Linked DNA regions of Mus musculus: region 1 is linked to region 2. Evidence: chromatin contacts called from public promoter capture Hi-C data. All regions are on one chromosome and are shown on one strand. The core of a region is the stretch at or near the end of the contact, and the rest is flanking DNA. Distances in the headings are between cores, read along the strand shown. Region 1 holds the start of Troap (trophinin associated protein). Region 2 holds the start of Asic1 (acid-sensing (proton-gated) ion channel 1).

Region 1 (4,181 bases), core at 706-3,205, 600 kb before region 2:
GGAATCTCACTGGATGTGCTAACCACACTTAGGGGTGGGCCCCATGCCCAGTGGTAGATAGCCAACATCAGACTAACTCAGTGGTGTGTTTGGTAGACTTCTTGTCTCATACGGCTTTGTTTGGGCATTGTTTGTCTTACTGGTCTTTTGCTTGTATATTATGGTTTCCAACTTTGTGCTTTTATGAGCTCTGGTTTATGTTTCAGGGCTGGGGAGAGGGTGGTTAAAAATGGTGGCTGCTAGCGGGGCGCGGTGGTCCACACCTTTAATCCCAGCACTCGGGAGGCAGAGGCAGGCGAATTTCTGAGTTCAAGGCTAGCCTGGTCTACAAAGTGAGTTCCAGGACAGCCAGGGCTACACAGAGAAACCCTGGCTCGGAAAAAAAAAAAAAAAAAAAAAGAATGGTGGCTGCTCTTCCAGAGGTCCTGAGTTCAATTCCCAGCAACCACATCGTGGCTCAGGACCACCTGTAACAGGATACAATGTCGTCTTCTGGTGTGCCTGAAGACAGTGACAGTGTACTCACATACTTAAAATAAATAAATCTTTTTAAAAAAAATGTTGGGGGACTGCAGAGATGGCTCAGAGGTTAAGAGCACCGACTGCTCTTCCGAAGGTCCTGAGTTCAAATCCCAGCAACCACATGGTGGCTCACAACCATCCTTAATGAGATCTGACTCCCTCTTCTGGAGTGTCTGAAGACAGCTACAGTGTACTTACATATAATAAAAATAAATTGTTTAACTAAAAGCATATATATTTAAAATAAAACGACTCAAGGGGTTGGGCAAGGAAATTATTTGGAAGACAATCGCTTTTAAAACCAAGCTGAGGGCTGGCGAGATGGCTCAGCGGTTAAGAGCACTGACTGCTCTTCCAAACGTCCTGAGTTCAAATCCCAGCAACCACATGGTGGCTCACAACCATCCGTAATGAGATCTGACGCCCTCTTCTGGTGCATCTGAAGACAGCTACAGTGTACTAATGAATAATAATAAATAAATCTTTTAAAAAAATAAAATAAAACCAAGCTGACTGTCTCTGTGTGCTCTGTTTCATCTGGCTAAACAGCTGAATAGATGCTCAAAGGTATAAAATCCGTAGGTGTGAAAAGAAGTGGCATATGGAAGGGGAGATCCGGAAGCACGCCTATGTTCCTGGCTTGCTGGTCAGCACCCTTTAAACTATGCAGGGAGTGTGCAATCCGAGCTTCCTGAAGCAGGAAGCTGCGAGTTTGAGGCCACTCTCAGGTGGGGTGGGGTGAGACATTGCCCACCCCCATCTCCATCATCTGGCAGCCTCACAGTTGCCTGCCAGTAAGGAGCAGGTGAGCCCTCTCATCCAGACCGGTGGAAGGAAACCTGAAGATGCAGAGATCTCCCCACCCAGGAGGAGCCCTTCAATTCTGATTAACAGAGCTCCAGCCACCCTGGGCCTGACCACATCCCACCAGGGTGTGAGGTCCGAGTGGACACAGGATTTCTTGGCTCCTCGTTCTCGTTGGGCTCCAACAGTTCAGGTACCTCCAGCCCTCTCACCCATTAGGCTCCTATCTCCTGCAAGAAGTGCCCATGGTTCCCAAAACCCGGCCGTGCACTACGTTCAGAGTGTGGTCAACAGTGGTCTCGATGGCCAATCTTTCCCACAATTCCGCGGTCTTCATGAGGGGCCAGCCCTCGGTTGGCTCCAGCTCTCGCGAGAGTACGGTAATGCCCGTTGCAGTCCAGACTGGCCTTCCCGGGCTTCAGAACAGCATCCTCCCTGGCTTTCCGCCCCCATCCTGCCACTCGCGCTCCGTCCTCGGATTGGCCGAGAGAGCTGGTCAGTTGTTCTCCCATCAAGAAAACGTTTCGGCGACTAGTCCTTCTCTGGCCCCGCCTTCGGAGCCTGCGGATTGGGTGGCTCCGTGTGACGTCACGACCCTCCGAGTCACCGGGTACCAGCCAATCAGGAGCTTGGCGTATTTTACAAACCGGGGAAGCAGCAGCAGCCGCAAGCAGAAGCAGAAGCAGAAACCCAAGAAATCGGCGAAAAACCCGAGGAAGTAGAGGTGACCCGGAGGGCCTCCTGGAATGGTGCGGCACGAGGATCTTAGAGGGGAGTCCTGCCGAGGTTCCTAGGGAGGAGAGCAGTTTGGAGCTCCGGGGCGAGATAGCAGACTTAGGGTTTCTGGAAGAGTTGCCAGGAGAGCGGCCTTGCTGCCGGTGCGGGCTTCTAGGCACATGGATTGGGACCAAGGGGAAAGAATCAGGGATATCAGCACCCATGCTTTGAGAAGTGATTTGCTTTGGTCCTCAGTCCTGTCTACCTTCTTCTCTCATCTCCATTATAGCCGCCATGACTACCCTCCAAACCAATAAGGATCCCCATCTCCGAGGTGTATCTCCCAACCCTAGCAAGATTCCAGTACTCTCCCAAAGATGCCAAGATTTTTCCTCAGTCAAGTCGCGCTCTCTGGACCAGGAGAACCAAGATCCGAGGGTAGGAGGGGCTGGACACAAGGAGGCACCTCGAGTCAGCAATGCACCCCCACCCCCCATCCCCACCCCACCCCCGCACTGAATCCCAGCTTTTTCCCCCTTCCCCCTAGACACCAGCACAGAAACCACCGCGCAGTACTCAACGTCAACGTCCACTCACTGACACGGCAGGCCTCAGATCGAAAACCTTGCACCAGACTGAAAAATCACCAAGCTTGAAGACCCTGCGGAACCCTCTGGAGGAACTCAAGCCTAGCTCTGGGGGATCAAATGTGGGGCTTGTGACCCATCCCCAGACAGGTACCTGTTCCAGACCTGGGGGCAGCCTACTTGGCTGAGTGAGAATGGGAGACCCAAAGTGGAGGTCTTGCATACTGCAAGAGACCTGGGTTTTGTCCAGAAACCTCTTTGCTCTGAGAAACCATCACTTTCAGCAAAATGCCATCTTTTGCCTGGCATGGTGGTTCATGCCTCTAATCCCAGCACTTTAGGAGGCAGAGGCAAGTGGTCTCTGTGAATTGGACACCTTTTACCTATTGAACTCCAGGCCTAAACAATTATATTGTATCTAAAAAAAAAAAGACATCTTCTGGGCCTTTTTAGCAACCCTGGGCAAGACAGTCACAGTCATTTGCTCATTGTTATGCTGAGTCTTTATAATCTGTCCATACTTCAGCTTTAATTCTTCCTTTTCAACAATAAATATATATATATATTAAAGATTTATTTATTTATTATATGTAAGTACACTGTAGCTGTCTTCAGACACTCCAGAAGAGGGAGTCAGATCTTGTTCCAGATGGTTGTGAGCTACCATGTGGTTGCTGGGATTTGAACTCCGGACCTTCGGAAGAGCAGTCGGGTGCTCTTAACCACTGAGCCATCTCACCAGCCCATAAATATATATTTTAAAGATCTATTTTTTTTTTTTTGAGACAGGGTTTCTCTGTGTAGCCCTTGCTGTCCTGGAACTCACTTTGTAGACCAGGCTGGCCTCGAACTCAGAAATCCGCCTGCCTCTGCCTCCCAAGTTCTGGGATTAAAGGCATGCGCCACCACGCCCGGCTTAAAGATCTATTTTTTATTTTATGTGAGTCCATGTGAGTGCAGTACCCATGGAGTTCAGAAGAGGACATTGGAATCCCTAGAGCTAAAGTTATAGCTGGCCGTGAGCTGCCATGTGGGTGCTGGAAGTAGAACCCAGGTCTCCCAGAAGAACAGCCAGTGGCTCTTAGCAACTGAGCCATCTCTCTAGCCTCTAAAAAGAGATTGGTTTTAATGATGTGTATGTGTGAGCAGGTGCCTGTGGGGGCCGGAGGCACTGGATTGTCTTAGAGCTGGAGTTCCAGGCCGGCCACCTGACGTAGATGCTAAGAACTGAACACCAGTCAGTCCTGTGCAAGAACAGTAACCGTGTGACTGCTCTTAATCCCCATGGCATCTCTCCAGCCCCCGGTGATGGGTCCTGTATGGCAAAACCGTTGTTTTATGTTATACCCCACTGTTTAGAGCAATAGCTTACATGAAATTCTTCAAACTTTGGTGAGCTTAGGTTCAACCGAATGATCTCCTCCCGTCTCTTAAGACCTTATGTAGTCCAGGCTCTGAGCTCTCTATGAGCTGGTGGCTGGCCTTGAACACCTGGTTCTCCTGCCTCAGTATCCTACATTCTGGTTTTACAGGCGTGCACCGCATAGCCTG
Region 2 (3,750 bases), core at 739-3,238:
AAAAAGAAAAAGAAAAACTTACCCAACTCCCCGAATTAGGAGCTACCATCTCGAAGTCTGTCCTGATATGGCTGATATGGCTATTTTTTTTTCTTCCAGATCTAAATCAGAGTGCCAGTAACATTTGTTACTGGGGATTTACAAACACAGATCAATGAACTATGCATTTTCCATCAGTGATTCACATAATCATTGAAAAACAAGGTGAAATAAATACAACCTTCATCATAAGGATGAAGAAACTGAAGCTTGGACTGGCCAAGGGTCCTGCCGGTGGTATTGCGTGGTGGGGTCAGGTCCTGTTCTTGGAGCCTGGATACCTGATTCATGCCTTTTATCTTTCCCCGGACTACTCCTGCGGCTGTTCATTGGCCTCAATCAGTCCTCGCCTGCCGCCACCTCACCTCATCACCTTCCTTCCCTCCACCCACGCTGCTCCCTGCTCCCTCGGTAACATCCCAGGTGATTGAAGCAATTTGCAGCCATTAGAAGAGGCTCCACGTGTCGCTCAGCTTGTGGGGTTTGCAAAGATGTTACAGATGTTCCAAGATGGTCCTCCCCTCCCCCGAGGACATTGGAGAGCCTGGAACCAGACTAGACCCAGGGCTAGAATCATCACTTAAACCCCGTTTGCGACCCTCCTAGAGTAATTCCTAGTTTCACAGGCCGCCTCCCCCATTGCCCTTTAAGTGGAGTTTAAGTATCCGAGAGAGTGCTGTCACCTGGTGGCTGCCCAGGGGCATGGCAGCCCACCAGCAGCGCTTGTGCCGTTGGACAGCTCCCCAGCCGGAAGGCGAGATACTATCTTTATTTTGGCAGCTTGGCGCTCTGGGTCCTGCTGAATGGACCTCAATCTCTCACCAGACCTAAACCCCTATCCCTGGAGAGACATCTTCACTGGTTTCTAGGGTACCTCTTACTCCCAACCCCTCACAAATTCTCATCAGCTTCTTCCCTCTATGTCAGGTTCATTCCTCAAACTCAAACCCAGAACCATGTCCCTGAGACCTGCTTCTCACCTTCCTTCTCTCAGAGCTTCACCAGCCTGTAAGTGGAGCAAAGGAGCTGCAATGGATATAATTCTGATCTTGCATCACACACACACACACACACACACACACACACACACACACCACACCATCATCTGACACCATCAGACCTCAACAGCCTCTGTGTTAAGAGCTCCTAATGAGCATCAGCAAATTAACAACTTCCCCTTGATTGCTCCTTCTCTGCTAATTGGATAGGGAGGGCCCCCCCCCCAAGGCCTCGGAGAAAGAAAGAGGGAGGGAAGGAGAGAGGTGACAGCTACAGGAGCAGCCTCCAGGTTTCAGGACTCAGATTTCTGGTCCATCCCAGAACACACTCCTCCTTGCAGCCTTCATTTTGTATCTTTTTCTTTTTCCCTACTTCTGCCCCATCTGCCCTCACTTCTGGCCATGTCTCTTTTCTTCTCTCTGTTCCTCTCTGCTTTATAGATCTGCCAATGAGGCACTTGCACACGGGCTGCTTAAGAAATCCACTGATATACAAATGGGGTCTGGGTGGCCAAGGGTATTTATATATGTGCATGTGTGTGGGTCACATGAAGGTGGGAAGCAGGAATAAGAGCAGGTGAGTGAATGTGTACAAACAGGTAAGTGCTCGTGTGAGGGTCAGGCTTCAGGGATGTGTAGGTGTATGTGATGTGTGGATGGCTGAGTGGCAAGGTAAGACTCCGGTCTGAATGTGCCTGTATCTCCACACAGGCAAATGCTTGAATCAGTCAAGTGTGACTGTGACTCGGAGTGTGTGTGTGTGTGTGTGTGTGTGTGTGTACACGTGTGCATGTGCCATCAGAGGAAGCAGCAGCAGCAAGAAGCAGGAGCTTCGATCCGAAGGAGACAACGTGGGGAGGGGGACGCTGGGGGCAGACACCCTCCTTCCTGCGCGCACACGTGCGCGTGCACACACACACACCCCATAGTCACACACGCACACACACGCGCACACACACACAAGCCACAGGGCCTCGCAAGCAGAGAGCGGAGCCGGCTCCGGGATCCGAACGAGGCAGCTCTGCTGAGAGCGGCGGGAGGAGGCGAGCCAGCGGGGGGAGCCCTCGGTTCCGCTCCCGGGCCGGGGGCCCCCCGCGCACACCGGCCCAGAGACACCCTCGCAGACACTCGTAGGCGCGCACGCGCACCCTTTCCCCTCCTCCTCCCCTCCCGCCGCCTCCCGGCCGGACGATGGATCCCTGCAGATCCCGGGGCTGAGAGCACCGCGCAGCGCCAGCGCGCCGAGCCCCGGGCGGACCAAGCCGAGCGAGCAAGCGCGCGCGGGCGGCGGACCGAGCTGAGCCGAGCTGGCCGAGCGGGCCGCTCCCTGCAGGGCTCTACGCGGGTGCCGCGGCAGCCGGCGGCTCGGGCTCCGGGCCATGAGCCCCTCCGCCGCGCGGCGCTGAGCCCACGGACCGCCTCGCGCCCCAGGACCTGCAGCGGCGGCCGGCTTTCCCCAGCCCCCTCAGGTGGGTTTCCGACCCCGCTGCCTTGGGCCCCGGGCTTCCTGGTGCCCCAAAGCCGAGACTCTCCTCCACTGTAGCTTTCTCCAGCTTCTGGGGAGGCTCGGCGGATGGGGAGGGGGCGGGGGGCCGAGCCGGGAATATGACTGCGACGAGAAGCTGGACTGGAGGGGGTGCGTTCGGGGCGGGGATAACTGGCTGTCATAGGGAACCGCGCCCCCCCCCCCCATTCCTACATCCACCTCAGGCAGCCTACCATCCTCTCCCAAACACACACACACACACACACACACACACACACACACACATACACACACAGCCTGCGCCTATGCCTGTGCTTGTTTGAGAACTGGAGACACAGAAGGTGAGGATACAGGCAGGGCCCCTCCCCAGATGTGCCCACCTCCGGAGAGGTGGCCCTGGTTTAGCTCCTGAGGTGACAGCCTGTTCCTGGGGATACCCTTGATCAAGAGAAGAGCCCCTGACCCCTGGTTCAGCCCATTATGGGGAGTTTGATCTTGGCTGGGGTAGATATTCCTGTCCCAGAGTGACCTCACATCTGGAGGGAACTCCCATGCCTGCCTGTGGGTGCATCAGGGACTTCCCTCCTTCACTCTAGTGGCTGTATCTGGGGTCCCCCATAGTCTGGGAAGCTTGCAGACCATTCTCTCGACCCGAGCTGACCCCCCCCTCCAAGCCTCTATGTTTTAATGACTGTCATCTTGGATGGTCCCTCGTTCAAGCCACCTTTGGAGCCTGCATGTCAGGGAAGTCTTCCCTTGGACAAGCAGTGACCTCCGGTTAAGGATTTTGAATGGACATAATTGGAGGGGCCCTATATGCGCCTTCATCTCAGGACAATGACAGAGTCTTGTCTCCTCTTTCCTCCCTCTAGGATCCCCTTGGCAAGCATGGAACTGAAGACCGAGGAGGAGGAGGTGGGTGGTGTCCAGCCGGTGAGCATCCAGGCTTTTGCCAGCAGCTCCACGCTGCACGGTCTTGCCCACATCTTCTCCTATGAGCGGCTGTCTCTGAAGCGGGCACTGTGGGCCCTGTGTTTCCTGGGTTCGCTGGCCGTCCTGCTGTGTGTGTGCACTGAGCGTGTGCAGTACTACTTCTGCTACCACCACGTCACCAAGCTCGACGAGGTGGCTGCCTCCCAGCTCACCTTCCCTGCCGTCACTCTCTGCAACCTCAATGAGTTTCGCTTTAGCCAAGTCTCCAAGAATGACCTGTACCATGCTGGGGAA

What was found. Promoter capture Hi-C pulls out the DNA fragments that hold promoters and counts their contacts.
Region 1: a promoter capture Hi-C map of liver shows a contact between it and region 2, with 2.2 times the contacts expected there. The contact joins the promoter of Troap here to the promoter of Asic1 in region 2. A contact is called at or near these places in 3 of 39 promoter capture datasets (the C10 cell line and liver), 2 of 115 datasets of contacts at active chromatin or transcription factors (embryonic stem cells and stem cell-derived neural progenitor cells) and 1 of 9 other capture datasets (pancreatic islet).

Annotation. Positions count from the first base shown.
Region 1 is chr15:99,073,018-99,077,198 of GRCm38.p6, forward strand. It overlaps Troap (trophinin associated protein), which reads left to right and starts at 1,956. Exons shown (of 14, transcript NM_030159.1): 1 at 1,956-2,075; 2 at 2,333-2,481; 3 at 2,591-2,780. The coding sequence starts at 2,338. Gm34284 (predicted gene, 34284) reads right to left here and starts at 1,652. Exons shown (of 3, transcript NR_155351.1): 1 at 1,539-1,652.
Region 2 is chr15:99,668,389-99,672,138 of GRCm38.p6, forward strand. It overlaps Asic1 (acid-sensing (proton-gated) ion channel 1), which reads left to right and starts at 1,989. Exons shown (of 12, transcript NM_009597.2): 1 at 1,989-2,506; 2 at 3,396-3,750. The coding sequence starts at 3,412. It overlaps Gm34880 (a long non-coding RNA gene), which reads right to left and starts at 1,468. Exons shown (of 4, transcript XR_875662.3): 1 at 1,020-1,468; 2 at 23-361.